Regions from separate parts of the Neogale vison genome. Here region 2 is linked to region 1. A link is a contact called in public Hi-C data. All regions are on one chromosome and are shown on one strand. Each heading gives the region's core, a stretch centred on a gene start, on an enhancer-like site or on the middle of the called end of the contact. The rest is flanking DNA. Distances are from core to core; before and after follow the strand shown.

Region 1 (7,247 bases), core at 1,559-4,058:
CGTCGAAAGGGCTCTTCCGCTTCTACAATTAATGAATGTCTGACCAAGTTTGAAAATAAGGAACTTGGAGTAAAGAGCTCAGACGAGAGAGGTCGGCATGGTCTTGGCCTTGTATTCCGGAGAGAAGAGCTAGTGCCTCCGTTGGGGGTGACAACCTGATTAGATGGATTGCCTTCTTCGGGGAGATGCAGAAAACATCTTCACGTAACCCTCAGTCAAAAACTAGGCATGGGAGGGAAGTGTCTCCCAGACAGCTGGCAGCAGACGCTGGCCTTGGGCAGAACCACAGAAAACTGCGGAAAGTCATCGATGAGGACATATCCAGAAAAGGGGACAAGATGAAACCTCCACTCAGACATGAGGAAAAGCTGGAGTGAAACTTGTTAATAACCATCTTATCACAGCCCGAACATGGGGGTGATTTGCACACCTGGGTCTGGGTCTCCCGGAGCTATGTGGGCAGAAGAGAAGCATCTGCAGGGCCAAAGTGCTTGGCGGAGGGTGGGAAGAGCCTCTCCCACCTGCAACAGACCCCTGCTGTGTGGTGGGCGTGGCAGCCTGACAGGGAGAGCCTCGTCACCAGCTACAGGGGGAGAAGGAGCCGTCACTAGTGGAAAGGTGAGGTTGACTGTATGAGGACTTCGTTGCTGCCTGAGACTCAGGTTTCCACGAGCTCATCAGCAATTCTGCCGGGGAATGTTCCCTGCCTGGGGAACCGGAAGGCGAAGTGGGGACTCATGACAGCACAGCCAGAGGTACAAAATGGCAACGGCACGCGGATGCTTCTGGCAACTATAGGGTCCTGCAGAGCAGAAAGCTGTCACGTGACAGCAGGAGGGTAGAAATGGTCATGATGATGATGCTGACAAATACTTAGTATTATGTGCCAGGCACTGTACTAAGCTCTTTACACATTCTGTTGCTTTAAATCCTCATAATAAACTTAAGAGGCACTGTTATTATCCCCAAATGAGGAGACAAGCTCAGAGAGGTTAAATAGCTTGTTTATATTTATAGCCTGCTCTCCTCAACACTGCCAGATACCTCAGGGGCCTCTCTCCCATTTTGTTTGTTTTTTGGGTTTTTTTGGTCTGAAAAAGACACTCAGGGGAAGAACAGAGGCACATAACCGACTCTCCTGCAGGTTACAGGCCTCTCCCGTAAGTGTGTTCACTCACAGAGGCCTTGAACAAAGCCCATGCACAGCTACGTGAAAATCTTGTCTTCCAGATGACATCCCGGTGCAGGCGAAGGGAAAAAATAAATTTGCTAAGCTTTCGATGTAGCCGTTGTCCCCATCAGAAGCAAGAGCATCTCTGTAATGATGAAAAGCACTATAATTTTAACCTTGTTATTGGACTAAGCACAATTTACGCTAGTGATAGAAGAAAAAGAAAAGATTTATGAGATGTAAGATAGAAAGATAAACTCTTGTCCCTTAGCGGCTATTAGAAACATTGCCCAAATACCATAAATGTGTGAAAGATGACATGATTATTTTTGCATTTCCACTGGGCATTTCCTATATTGCAAGAATTTACAAGGACAGAAGTCCCCAGTACAGATGGTAGAGCTGGAGGGGAAGGCAGTAGAGTCAACAGCCACATGCCCAGCTCCTCCTCTGAGATGGAGTCCCCAGAGGCCAAGCCCCAGGCGGGCCCGGCTGTGTAAGGCAGGTGGCTTTAGGCATGGAGAGTACACTCAAGCTGCCTAAGGTACAACACCTGCCAGCACCCTCTTTCAGTCCCACCTCTAAACACCTGCAATTAAACAATTTTGGTGGCAATACCCTGACCCGTGTTTCGTCCAGATTTGGTGTCAGATTCTGGTCCTCACCCAGATCTGGAACATGAGACAGTGCCCAGGGCAGTGAAGGAGGCACGAGGAGAACAAGCTGATGTTCATCTCCTTGCCTCACAAAGCCCGTAAACAGAAACTTCCAAGAAGTTAGGGCCGCCAACCTTGCCCCAAGTAGCCACGGAAGGTTTCCTTTTAGAAGAGAAAGGAAATAGATACCGGAATGTGGTTTAACTGAAACCAGCTTGAAATCAGCCTTGCAGCTGGCCAGCCTGGACGGGTTATCCTCGAAGGGCATCATCGACACTAACATCTGAAGGCCTGCTCGTAAGAAGCTAGTCGTGACCTGGGCTGCTGAGTCAGGTCCATGATGGGGGCTGGGTGGAGCCTGCGGTTAAATTAGGTAATGGGTCTCTTGGCTATCTTCAAGAGCAGAAAGTAAATTTAGACGTTGACCTCTGGAGAAACTTAATAGCAGGCTTGGTTTAGGAAGATAGGACAACAACTAGTAGGGAAATTGGGGCTCCAAGCTTTACTCATCTTGAGTGGCTTCCATCATGTGTTTCTTCAGCATAGGGCTGTGAACTGCATGGGTCTGCAACACAGAAACCCGCTCACTGCTTTGGGTTTCCCCTTCCACAAAGTGGGCGTCATTTCAATCAATCCCTCTCTCTCCAACAGAGATATTAAGAGGGTGAGTTACCAAACACCCGCCAATCGCTTGAGGTGTCCTCCAGAGAGGTGCTCCATAGGTAGGTGATATGGAAATCGTCCTGTCAAGCAGCAACGTGAAGGCCTTACGTGGGTGGAAAGGAGGGCTGCGTGCACGAGGTCCCGGAGGGAAGCGTGGTGACTGCTGTAGGTAATCGGGAGTACTTGAGATGCTGTCTTCCATATTTAAATGTAGGCTGCAAATGGAAAAACAGGTTTTACAACTCTAAATGCACTTTCTACTACACAGAATGGTGACTGGAGCAAAAGCAAAAATAGCTGCTCACACCATACTCTGAGAAAATCTAAATCTGAAAATGATCATTTTTATTTGCATGCTACCAAATAAGGACATGGGGAAGCAATGAGTCACCAGTGTTCCAGCACGCCCCAGACTCCAACATGCTGGGAGGGTGTTCTTTAAAATGAGATTTGGACATTCTAAAATTTACATGAAGCTTCCCCTGCCCCCTCCCCCCACCATGTAACTGTAAGTTCTGAAAAATGGGCCGAATCACAACTTGGCGGAACAGTTAGGCTGCTGCTCCAATGAACGAGTTCCATACTTGGAGAACCTGGGATATATGGGAATAACACTTCACATCTGAAGGGTACCTTAGACTTTTAAAAGTTCTTCCACCTACATCATCTCATTTGATCACATTTGATTCTCACAAAATCCTCGAGGCAAGGTGTTTGTAAGTGTGTGGTTGTCATATTAAAATATCATTAAACCGTGGGGCTTTTTGTAGAGACAGGATGAATTGCTGCTGCCAGAGAGGGAAAAAAGGAACAAACAAATGAAAACGAGGGGATTTAGAGATCTAAGCTCCCTGTTAACATTTCCCGTGGCCCCTGTACAAACCCAAGTTCTTAAAGTGCCAGAACCCAGCAGAAAGGTTGAGGAACTGCTTGCAAGCCAAGTGTGTTTTCTTTTTCTCTGTGCTTTCAGAAGACAGCTTAAAGAGAGTTAGGGAATGTTCTGGCCTTTTGTTTTGAAACTTCCTCTGCTTGTTGTCTCCTTGACTGCAGACTGTGAGATTGGTCTATTTGCTTTAAACAGACTGAACAACCTTTAAAATAAGCAGACTTCTATGACGGGCTGCCTTATTTTGGATGTGCAAAGATGTTTACTGAGCTTCTCATCTAAGACTCGATTCTTCTCTCAGCGTGACACAGTTAAGGGTTTAAAGGGGAGCGCCGTCTGTTGTAGCATGTTTTAGAAGGTGCCAGAAGAAAAATGCCTCTGTTCTACAGCATGATCAGCTGTCTGCAACTCCCCAAGGATTTTTCGTGAACCTTAGAAGGAAATCTGTATTATTCAGGCTCCCAAGGGCAAACCACTCTTGCCAAGAGACCTGAGCAGTTTTCAAAGATGGAAAACCTTTCTTGTGTTCCCAGTAACCAGCTTAGCCTCGAGTCAGGGTTGGGGGCTCAAGACCTTCATGAAACCCAGGAAAAGCATTTTCTGGAGACTTTTGGATGATTACCATAGGTTTTACATATTAACTCACAGCAAAATAATGAAATAAACAAATGAAAAGGATATCCACATTGCCCCCCTTCTTCATCAGACAGAGAGAAAGGGGTAAACAGGGGGGACTTCTATCCATCCCCCCACAACCACCCCAACTTATCACCCATCTTTGTGGAGCACAGCTCACTGTGTGGAGGCTTGCCCCCCACCCCACTCCAGGAAAAGAGGCCATGAGGGTGAGCAAGTCAGGGAGTGTTGGGCATCAGGACATCAAACAGTAGATCATAATAGAAACCAGAGTTCAGGACACAAGGGGTCTGATCCTGCCTCCATCTCGAATTACTTGCGTGACTTTGGTCAAGGCATCTCTCTGTCGTTCATCTGTAAAACCAGAGGTGGGACTAAGTGTTCCCCAAGCTTCCTAATAGCTCCTAAAAATTAGGATTGTCTTGGTAAGGACCGTGTGAAGAGGTTGTGAGGCAAAGTGTGATTATCCCTCTTAGCTGTAAAAGAACAGACTTGGGAGGTGGTGTGAAAATCACCCACAAGAAAGCCTTGTGATGGGTTGGAAAACCATACAGAAACACAGAATTGCGTGCGGTGTATACCATGCATGAGATCTATGAGGCTATATAAAATGAGACTCGGGTAAGAAAGCCCACATCTTAAAGCAGAAAAGTCAGGGGTTTGAACTGAAGCTGTGCCCTATTCCTTTCTACAATCTCGCCGCATGATAATGTAGCACCTTGTGCACACAATTAAATGTCAGCCACAGAAAACATTTCCCTTGGCTTTGTTGTTCCAGAACGGGATTCTTTTGTCCTCAATATAATGGATATGCAGAAACAATGATAGAACAGAGATTTTTTTCTAAAGCGATGACAAACACACTGCTGCTTCCTCCCTCCCTCCTTCCTCCTTATCCCCACCCCCCAAAATAAATCATTGTTCAAAAAAAAAATCCCATTGTCTATTGTCCACGGAGATCAAGATCTGCCTAGGAACAGCTCTGGTGGGCTCGCAGTGGCCCCCAGCAGCCGGTAGGTGGCGCACGAAGGCAGCGCAGGCGGGAACGAGGGGCTGATCCCGGCTTGGTGGGGAGACGGGAGCAGGGGGTCCCGCCGCCCCCACCCCCGCCCGCCCGCCGTCTTCCACCCCCTCCTCACGTGCTAATTGCTGGATACTCTACTGGGACTTGGGTTAGGGGGAAAGAAAGCGGGAATGGGAGGCGGGGAAGGGAGGTGGGGAATCGGGTTCCAAATACACAAAGGCTCCGGGGTCTCGCTGCCCGGGAGCGGGGCGCCCCTTCACTTCCCTCCCCCAGCCTCCCTCCGCGGCGGTGGCTGCCTCCAAAGGAGAGAACCGGCCACTGGGAGGAAAATGGTGATCTGGGTGCGGAGTCCCACGAGCCGCGGTGCCTCGGCTCGCCAGCGCCTGGACGCGTCCTTCCCCCGCTCAGCCGTCTCGGGCTTCGGAGCCCCAGCCCACCCCAAACGCTGTGCAGCCGGGCGCGGGGCTGCCCTCCGACTGGGGGCAGGACCTGCCGGCAGGGCCACGTCCCCACCAACAGGGTCTGGCCGAGCCCCGGAGCAGCAGGGTCCCCTGTGGGTGCCTGGCCCCGGTTGGCGCCATCAGCAGTCCTCCTTCCGAGAAGAGCCACCAGACCCTGCCCCTCCTGCGTCGGGGGCTGGCGCTGTCAGTTCGCGCGACGCTGAGCGGGCCACGCGGTCGTACGACCCCCAACCTCTGTCTAGTAGAACATGGTGTTAAGATTCCTGATGGCCCTAAAGTCAGAGGCCTGGGTTGAAACGTGAGCATTAACACCTGGGGCTTTGTGACCTTGGGGCTGTTCCTAAACTCCCTGAGCTTCCATCTCCCTAGCTATAAAATGCGGCAGTAATACTTACCTCATAGGAATGTTGTGAGGATTTTTTAAAAGTGGTACTTAACTTAGCAGGAGGCCTGGCTACAGTAACTATGATTATTAACAACCTGACTCTCCTTAGAGAGGGAGGAAGATGCACAGTTTGCTGCCCTTGAGACAGATCTGGAATCATTGTTGCCGAGACCTGAGAAGGGTTGGAGGAGGAGATCCAAGGGAACGTCTTCAGACTGGCCACCTCTAACAGAAGATGACATGGGTCTCCCTGCTGCCTTCAGCCCCAGGCCCTCCTCCTGCCCCTGAGGTTGGGCTGTGGCTGTTAGGTTCTTTTCCTCCTCTTCCCCGATATGCATTCTCACTGGTTTTATAGGCCCTCCTCCTTAGGAGAGTTCTGCTAGAACGCATTACGTGGGTTTCCCCAGTCAGACACACCCAGGTTGGAATCCTAGATCCCTCATTTGCTAGCTGGGAAATTGGGCAGGTTATTTAAGGTCCCTGAGCTTCAGTCTGCTACTTGATAAAAACGGTGGTCTGATTCTTACTTCGCATGGTTTCTGTGAAAACTAATGGAGATAGTGTATATAAACTGCCTATCGTGTACTATCTCTTAAGTAAATTAAAAATTTTCCATTTGACAGTTGAAATTAGGTTAGATTGTCTTGCAGAAGATAATGGAAGTTCACTGGAATTTCCACAGCCATTCGGCAAAGGTGAACCCAGCAACAGCTAACAATTAGCCTCTCTACTCCCATCTGAGTCAGCAAGGCTTATTTTTCCTGCAGGAAGAGAGCAGAAATCCAGTGAGGCCACATTCTCCTCAGAGCCTCACAGGTGTAATTCAGACACTGAAAAAGGCTTGTGAACTTTTGGGGGCCACCAGATGCCTGTTTTAGAGCGATACTCCAGCTGGAAAGTTCTTTAGGGGTAGGGCTTGCTTAAAAGTTGCATTCTAAGCCGTGGTATGTGCCAGGCTCATCATCGGTTCCTTGGTGACTTCCTTAGCACTGACTGCGTGCATGCTGCCACCAAAGCAGAAGTGTGGTGACTAGGGTGTGGCACATAGTGGGCGGGCACCAACCTGAGGCGGGTGGGAGGTCAGGAGCTGCTGACCCTTCTCTAAAAGGACACTTAGACATTCCCACGAGCATCAGATTTGTATAGCTTTGGGAAGAAGCTCAGTCAAAGGGTGGACCAATTCCCTTGGGCAGTGGTATGGCCAATAGGCAGCTTCCAAGATGGCCCTCAAGGCTTGTCTCCTGATGGTTGTTGTCCTGGTGTAGTCTCCTCCCTTATTAAACAGAGCTGACCTGTGTGACCAAAGTGAGTATTACAAAATGACAGTGTGTGACTTCCAAGGCTAGCACGGAAAGCACATTGTGA
Region 2 (7,247 bases), core at 3,007-5,506, 470 kb after region 1:
GACTAAAGACTTTATTTTTTAGAGCATGTTTTAAAAAATAATATTCAGTAATATTTTCATAATAGAAAATCTGAAAAGGCATAAAAGTAAAAATCACTTATAATCCTTGTCTGACATGATTATTCTGTGAGTACTGTTTTAGAAACTGCTTCCCTCCCCTTCTTCACTCTGTATTGTAAGTTTTTCTCTGTGTGATTAGACAGTCTCAGAAGGCATGATTTTTATTGGCTGCCTCGTATTCATGGTATGGATGGATGTACCATAGTTTATTAAATCAAGCTCCTATTGTTGCACACTAATAAACTTTTAACCAATTTAGAGTTGCTTTGGTGGTAGACTTAATCACAACAAAGGGATCAAAAGGACTCTATAATTTACATCAAAGGCAGAGGAAAAGCATAACTCTCCAAGTTGTGTTTCCACTGGAGGGACCTATGGTGACTACGTTCAAAGCACTGATAAGGACAAATGGTATTTTTGTTGTTCTTACCCCCAAGTCAGTCCTTGAAAGCCTGGCCTTCTGTGGTGGTTGCATCTAGTCTCGGGCGGGATTGCCAGCTTTAACCCTTTACTTCATCTTCTCTGGAGGGTCCTTTCCTGTAGACTGGAGAAGCCATCCATTGTAGGGCCATTTTTTTTTTTTTTTTTCCCTCTCCAGTCATACCTGATACTGGTTTAGGCCATGACTTCACTGTCAGTGTAGTCAAGTCAGCTCAACAACTGACTTGTGACTGTGGCAACTGTGGACCTAGCTCCCTGCTAGATGCTGGAAGAGACTCATACAGATTCTGCGGGCCTGGCAGATATATTGCTATAAGGATGTCATTTCCCCAGAAAACTGTAACTTGTGAGCATTTGAAAGGCTGGAACTTTCTACTCCCGAACTTTCTACTCCCCTATCTTACTTAGAAACGGGTACATCACGTATGGAACATTACCATGACTGTGGTAACTATGTTAATTGTATACAGAGGGAAAAGCTGGGGGAAATACAAAAATACATCAAAATATTAATATGGTTGCCTCTGAGTGTTTAAAACAAATATTGCTTTTCTTGTTATTTACACTTTTATGGAATGTTTCAAATATTCCCCATGATTGGTGTGAGGGGCGGGAATCAGCAATACATTTATTTTTTTAAGTAGTTAAATGAGTAGAAACTCCCATTCTGCTCATTGAGAACCTGGAAAGAAAGCCAAGTTCAAAATCTTAGTCCTCATTGTTTTAGAAGCTAAGCTAGAAATAGAAACACAGCTTTTTCCTTACCCTGACTTTGTAGGGCTACATGATCAAGAGGTTAAAACAGTAACAGTAATAATAGCAAGCTGTTAAGTGGTCCAGAGGGCCAGCCACTGGGCCTATGATGGAACTATGTTCCTACCCAGACCTGGTGGGTTCATCTAACATAAACTGCTCCTTCTTTAAGGTTGAACGAAGAACTCTGCTGAACCCATGTAGCAGGCTTACCACTGTGCCTCAAGTCACTGCCATTTCAGTGATAAGTTTCCTAAATTGGTAAACTGCCTCAAAACTTAATCTTCATGGGGACACAACCATCACAGATCAGAAAACAGACATTTTATCCAACCTTCTTCAATGATCTGCAGAAACAGAGGGTTATATGGTATGGGCCTTGTTGGGGCTCTGCTGGCAATATAGTGTAAGCAACTCTTCAGACCCACAGTGAAAAATTATTCTGGACAAGGACAAAGAAAATCTAAAAGGAGCCACCATCCTGAAACCAAGCGTCTGCCCTGACACTTGATCAACTTCAAAGAGAATTCTAAGGTTTTATTTTATTTTGTTTCTTCCTTCCATTTACGGTTGAATGGTCTAATCTTATGCCCTTTCTTTAAATGTCAAAGTTGATACCACAAAGGCATCCTAATTTTGGGTATCAAGCAACATATAAAAAATGATGCATATTTTTATGCTCTTTCAGCCTCGCCCTTTGATCCCTGTAGAGATTCTACCTTTTTATTCTATGCCCATTCCTCTCTACCCCCTACCCCCTTCCCACTTCTCTTTACTCCACAGCGCTCTTGGGTGGTCTGCTCAATTTAGACCAGATGTATGTTATAGTCAATGGAAAAGTGAGAATCCCAAAGACACCACCACCAGCTGTGGGTCATCAGACAATTTCCTTAACCTTTCAAAGACTTGGGTTTTTTTAATCAACCAAATGTGTTTAATTATGCAAGTGAAGGCATCCAGTAGGTGCCCTCTAAGTGTCACTGGTCTTCTTCCATTATTGCTTCTGGTCTCTGTGTTTGAAGAACATTTCCCAACAGAGGGAACTCTCCTCAAAGCTCTCCATAGTTCTGTCTTGTATCACACCAGGAGATGGAAAGTCCAGTGATGTCTGTGCTTCCTTCAGTGGCCTCACCCCTTCCTCAATCTTGGCTGCTGCTCAGTCCCCACAGCAGACTTGCAGGAGGACTGGCCTTCCGGAAGAATCGTGACTATGGGGTCCTTCCAGAATTCCTTATTCTTTGCATTGCATTACATCCTTTGCATTGCATGAGCAGCCCTCTGAAAGTTTAAGAGTTTTGTTCCAAATGCTGAAGAATTTGCAGTAAAAACCTAAACAAAGTCTGACTTGCTTTTGAAAGTGCAAGACTGCTTTTGCAATCTAAATCAGGGCCCAGAGAGCTCAGATGCCCCAGGAGTACTATTTGCGCCCTGATCCTCAAACTGTGGGGCATCGTAAACATACCTGGAGGGCATGTTAAAGCACTTCCAGAGGTTCTGATTCAGTAGGCTCGGGGTAGGCCTGAGAATTTGTATTTCTAACAGGCTCCTCTGTAATGCTAATGCCGTAGATCTTGGAACTCCACTTTCAGAACCTCTGATTGAATTTAGCCCATTATTTAGCCCAAACTGGAAGTGGGAGAGGTGTGAGCATCTTCTTAACCATTTTCTTTCTGTATCTCACCTCCAAAGTTTCCACTGGTCAAGGGAGGAGTTTTATGAATATGATCTTAATTTGAGGAGGTGGGGCCTGAAACCGAGAGGTCAGATGACTTCCCACAGCCTCAGAATGCCCGTTCACCACCCTGAGCCTCTGGGAATCACAGCCAGACGCGTCCATCAGGCTGCAGTGGGTGTCGGATTCATCCTACGCTGCCCTCTGACACAGAACTGCTGAACTCTTTCCCACCAAGTGTGATGTTCTGCGTGAAACGTTAGCTTCCACCTTTGAAAAGACTTCCTTCTTCTGAAACTTAAAACTTGAATGGTGTCTTTGCAGGAAAAAGCCTCTAGATACTGGTGACGGGTTGGACATAGGAGCCTCTTGATATATAGAACTAGGCTGAATTCCGTTTGGGCTGGAGATTGGTGTTTTTTTTTTTTTTTTTAATTCCTTGATCCAGTTCAGTGTGTGAAAAGCATAGATTTGTTTTTTTGGGACATCCGTTTTATTATTTTTACTTTTTCCTACATGAACAACCCTCCTGTCTCCTCGCCTGCCCTCCGCACCCATTTCCTTCCTGGCCCCGGCACGCACAGTGTGCGGGGAACCCGGGCAATGCGCCCGCGGAGCGCGCCCGGCTCATCCGCTCAGCAGCAGCGCACGCCGGCCAAGGGCCTCCGCGGCCCCCGTGCGACTCGCCCGCGCCCCGGGACCGCCTCGTCGGTTTCTTTGTTAGAGACGCCTGCGCTGAGAGGTATCTTCGGGCCTGCCGCCCCACTCCTGACTTCTTAGAGCCCCCTAAGGACTTGTAAGCATATAAGATCGAGTCAAGAGGCTAAATTACGCCCCAGGGGACTTTTTAAGTAAAATCCTAAATTTCATTTAGGCTGTTCGTAGGCCATGTGATTGCAAAGACTCTGAGCCAGGGCCGCCCAGAGCGCCGCCCTCCCGCGCGGGCTTTGTGCAGCCTGGGCTGCGGGGAACTCTGCCCCTCTCGGACGGTCAGCCCCGGGGGCTGGTGTACGCCACTTGCCCTCCCCTCTCCGGGCGCCACCGCACCCCCACCCCCACCCCCATCTCCTCCAGCTCCCAGCCCTTCCGTTTCCTTCTCCGGCCTCCCCCACCCCGCCCTGAAAGCTCCCTCCCCTCGGGCTGCAAGGAAAGTCGGTAATAAGAAACCAGTTCGGTGTCGGTCGGAGAGAGGGGGGAGATAACCCCAGAGATACACGGCAATGGAGAGAGAACTCATTTTGTGTAAAGAGGGCCTCGAGTCACCAGGGAATTCCTGGATTGTCTCAGGCTGTCGTGTGTGATGTCCATCACGCCGTGCGAACACCATCTGCTCGGTATTATGCTCTCAGTTGCCAGGCTACCTGCTGTACGCAGTAACACTTGACTGCCTGGCTCCACGTTCGCCGCGTCCGCCCAGACGCGCGGGGCGGGGGCCGGGGGGCGGCGCGGGGAGTGGGGGGAAGGAACAGGAGTCCTGATTAAGCCATCTGGGGGGCGGGGGGCCGGGGGGAGGAGAGCGCCGCGCGGGCGGAGCTGGGCCTGCCAGGCGGAGCGCCGGGCTGACACCACCATCTGCTGGGGCAGGCGGAGAACAGCAGCTGCTCCTTGTTCCTCCGACGAGGACCGCCTGGAAAAGGCTGAAGCCGGGGCCGTCCTCGAGGTCCTCGAGGCCCCCAAGTCCCGGCCCCGCGGCCCCCGTCTCTACGGGCAGCCTTTCGTGAGCCCCCTGCCCTGGAGCCGGCGCTCTTTGGGTTGGCCGCCAGCCACCCCGGCCCCTCTCACCCAAACACTACGCTTGTTCTTGAAAACACTTAAGAGAAATGAAGCTTCGCCACGCACAGATTTATAAATAAACAGCTGGCTGCTCTGGGGAGATATTTTTACCACAGCTGGGGTGGTTTTTTTTTGTTTTTTTGAAGTAGAAAACTGCCTCTTCGGAGGAGGCAGGGCGTTTTTTACACCTCCTACCTCTCTCCAGCCCTTGGAAAAATCGCTAAGATCTTTTCCCTGGAGAAGCAGCTAGGTAAAATGGGTTCATTGCTTCTGGTTTGTTCCCCCTCCCTTTCTCTTACTGAAGAGTGCGAAGGTTTGGGGAGTAATGAGGGTCTACGTTGGCCAATTGCATTTCTAAGGGGAAGCTACTGGCAAGGCAAGGGAGGTCGCTGGGCAGGGGGCGGGGTGGAGAACGAGCCGGTAATTAAAACTAAAAATACTGCATCATTTGGCTTCAAGGCATTACATTTCTCTGACGAAAGCTCAGCCTGGTTTTCTCTAATTGCACACGCAGTGTGTGTCCTCCTTAGAAACAAGAGCGGTGGCCTGAAATCCTGAAATTCGACAGACTATTGCTCATTAAGCCCTCTCAGACTGGAGGTTAAAAGCTGCCATGTAATATGAAACAGTTAATGGCCTCAGCCAGCTCCATTTGTAAGGCAAGCCTCACACTTTGGAATACACACTTGAGGCTGGGGCTCTAGGTGTCACTCACCCGCTGCTGAATGCATTAGAGCTTGTTGAGAAAGACCTAGATTCACCCATGTTTGATGTTTCATAGGGAAGGCAAGCCTTGAAAATGCACATGGCCCTCCCGTCCCTAGGTTTGTAGGTCTTCTGCAAGAAACCCCAAGGCAAAGCCTTTGGGAGGGAATCATTTGGAGAAATGCATAATCCTGGGAAGTAATAACCTAACTATCTCTTTGGGGAGTTTTCTTTTCTTTTCTCTCTCTCTCTCTTTTTTTTTTTTTTTTTTTTTTTTTTTTGTCCCCACTGTGCTTTTGAAGTATTTTCCCCCAGGAAGACAGGGGCCAAAAGTGGCTGGGTGTATCTACATCACCATTTCATTTGCCTCTCCCTTACTTCCAGGGTGGAGAAAAGGCTAGGAAAGCAACTCGTGGCTACTTAACAGTTCTGAGCATGTGCCCCGGCTACCCAGGCCTGCTCACCCAGGAAGAGAATATCTCAGAGTGCCCAAAGATTAACAGGGCCAGCCCAGACCAGCCCTGTCCTAAAACTAGCTGAAGCAAACTTTATCTTCCCTTGGGTCACATTTTTTTCTAGCTTTCTCCTCCTTATCAAAATTTGGAAATATCAAATATACTGAAATACACACGGGGTGGTAGGGGGAACAAACAAAACCCTGTATTCTGTATTTTTGCTGATTGATTAACTGTTTCTACTTGAGTGTGAATTCATTTGTTAAAGTGTTAAGTCAATCAGCCATTTGTTTCTAAAGGTGGCAAGCAGCAGCTTTATCCCATTGGAAGAAAGGACTTGGAAACAGGAAGCAAATACTGGGGGGGAAAGGGGGAGACTGAAATATCTTGATGGCCTGCAGGGGTCAGGCCTAAAGGAAACTGTGGTAGCCTAAAGGTTCTTGGCATTTTTCAGTGTAAGTTCTTTTTCACATAAATATTTCACAGCTGTCTACCTAATAATTGACTACCGAGAAAATATACAAAGACAAAAAGGGTTTTGCAACAACACTTACATTTGAAAAATAGAACACAGTACACTTATGGGGGACATACTGTATATTTAGTCTGCAAGCAGTTCTTGGGCATACACTTGGCACCAGTGACCTGCAGTCTGGGAAGGGCCTGTGCTAGTGGAAGGAATACTAAATTTAGACCCCAGGTCAGTGTTCTTTTTTTTTTTTTTTTTTTTTTTTTAAAAGATTATTTATTTATTTATTTGACAGAGAGAGAGAGATCACAAGTAGGCAGAGAGACAGGCAGAGAGAGGAAGGGAAGCAGGCCCCCTGCTGAGCACAGAGCCCGATGTGGGACTTGATCCTAGGACCCTGAGATCGTGACCTGAGCCGAAGGCAGTGGCTTAACCCACTGAGCCACCCAGGCGCCCCCCAGGTCAGTGTTCTGATTCTGTTCTTTCCGATTCTTCCTTTGGCTAAGTGTGACCTGGGCTACCGCACTAACTCCCCAGAACTACTTGGCCTCTTGTTCCCAGGCTGAGAGGAGTAATGGTTTTTTGTTTTGCTTGTCGTTTGTGTCAGTGGAGGGTGAGAGGTAGAGCAGCTGAAAATGTGGTTAATGTATCTCGCTACTGGAAAGAGAAGCACGAGTGGCTGAGCACCACACCACAGAAGGAAGGTCCACCAGCCCAGGCTGTGGGGAATCCAGTCCAGGACTGGGTCTGTAGGAGAGTCAGAGATCAAACTCAACTGTATGTTTTGAGAGGACAGTGCCAGCCTGATTGACTATATCTGTACCAAAGAGCAAAACAGAAGTAGGAAAAAATATTAAAACCCAGTTTGGAGACAAAAATATGTAAATAACCGTAGAGTTATTCGTATTCATTTCTTACT

What was found. A called contact is a pair of places that touch in the nucleus more often than the background predicts.
Region 2: a contact with region 1 is called in a Hi-C map of muscle, with 15 times the contacts expected there. The contact joins two enhancer-like sites. A contact is called at or near these places in 2 of 3 Hi-C or Micro-C datasets (fibroblasts and muscle).

The regions. Positions count from the first base shown.
Region 1 is chr11:71,774,188-71,781,434 of ASM_NN_V1, forward strand. No RefSeq gene overlaps it. Among named protein-coding and RNA genes, the nearest start is that of SCOC, 77 kb to the left of the region's middle. Within about 2 kb of position 2,809, the one cell type or tissue checked has open chromatin away from gene starts, as enhancers often do. A contact at or near this core is called in fibroblasts, where this site is marked.
Region 2 is chr11:72,243,350-72,250,596 of ASM_NN_V1, forward strand. All of the region lies in intron 2 of MAML3 (mastermind-like protein 3), which reads left to right. Among named protein-coding and RNA genes, the nearest start is that of MGST2, 52 kb to the right of the region's middle. Within about 2 kb of position 4,257, the one cell type or tissue checked has open chromatin away from gene starts, as enhancers often do. A contact at or near this core is called in fibroblasts, where this site is marked.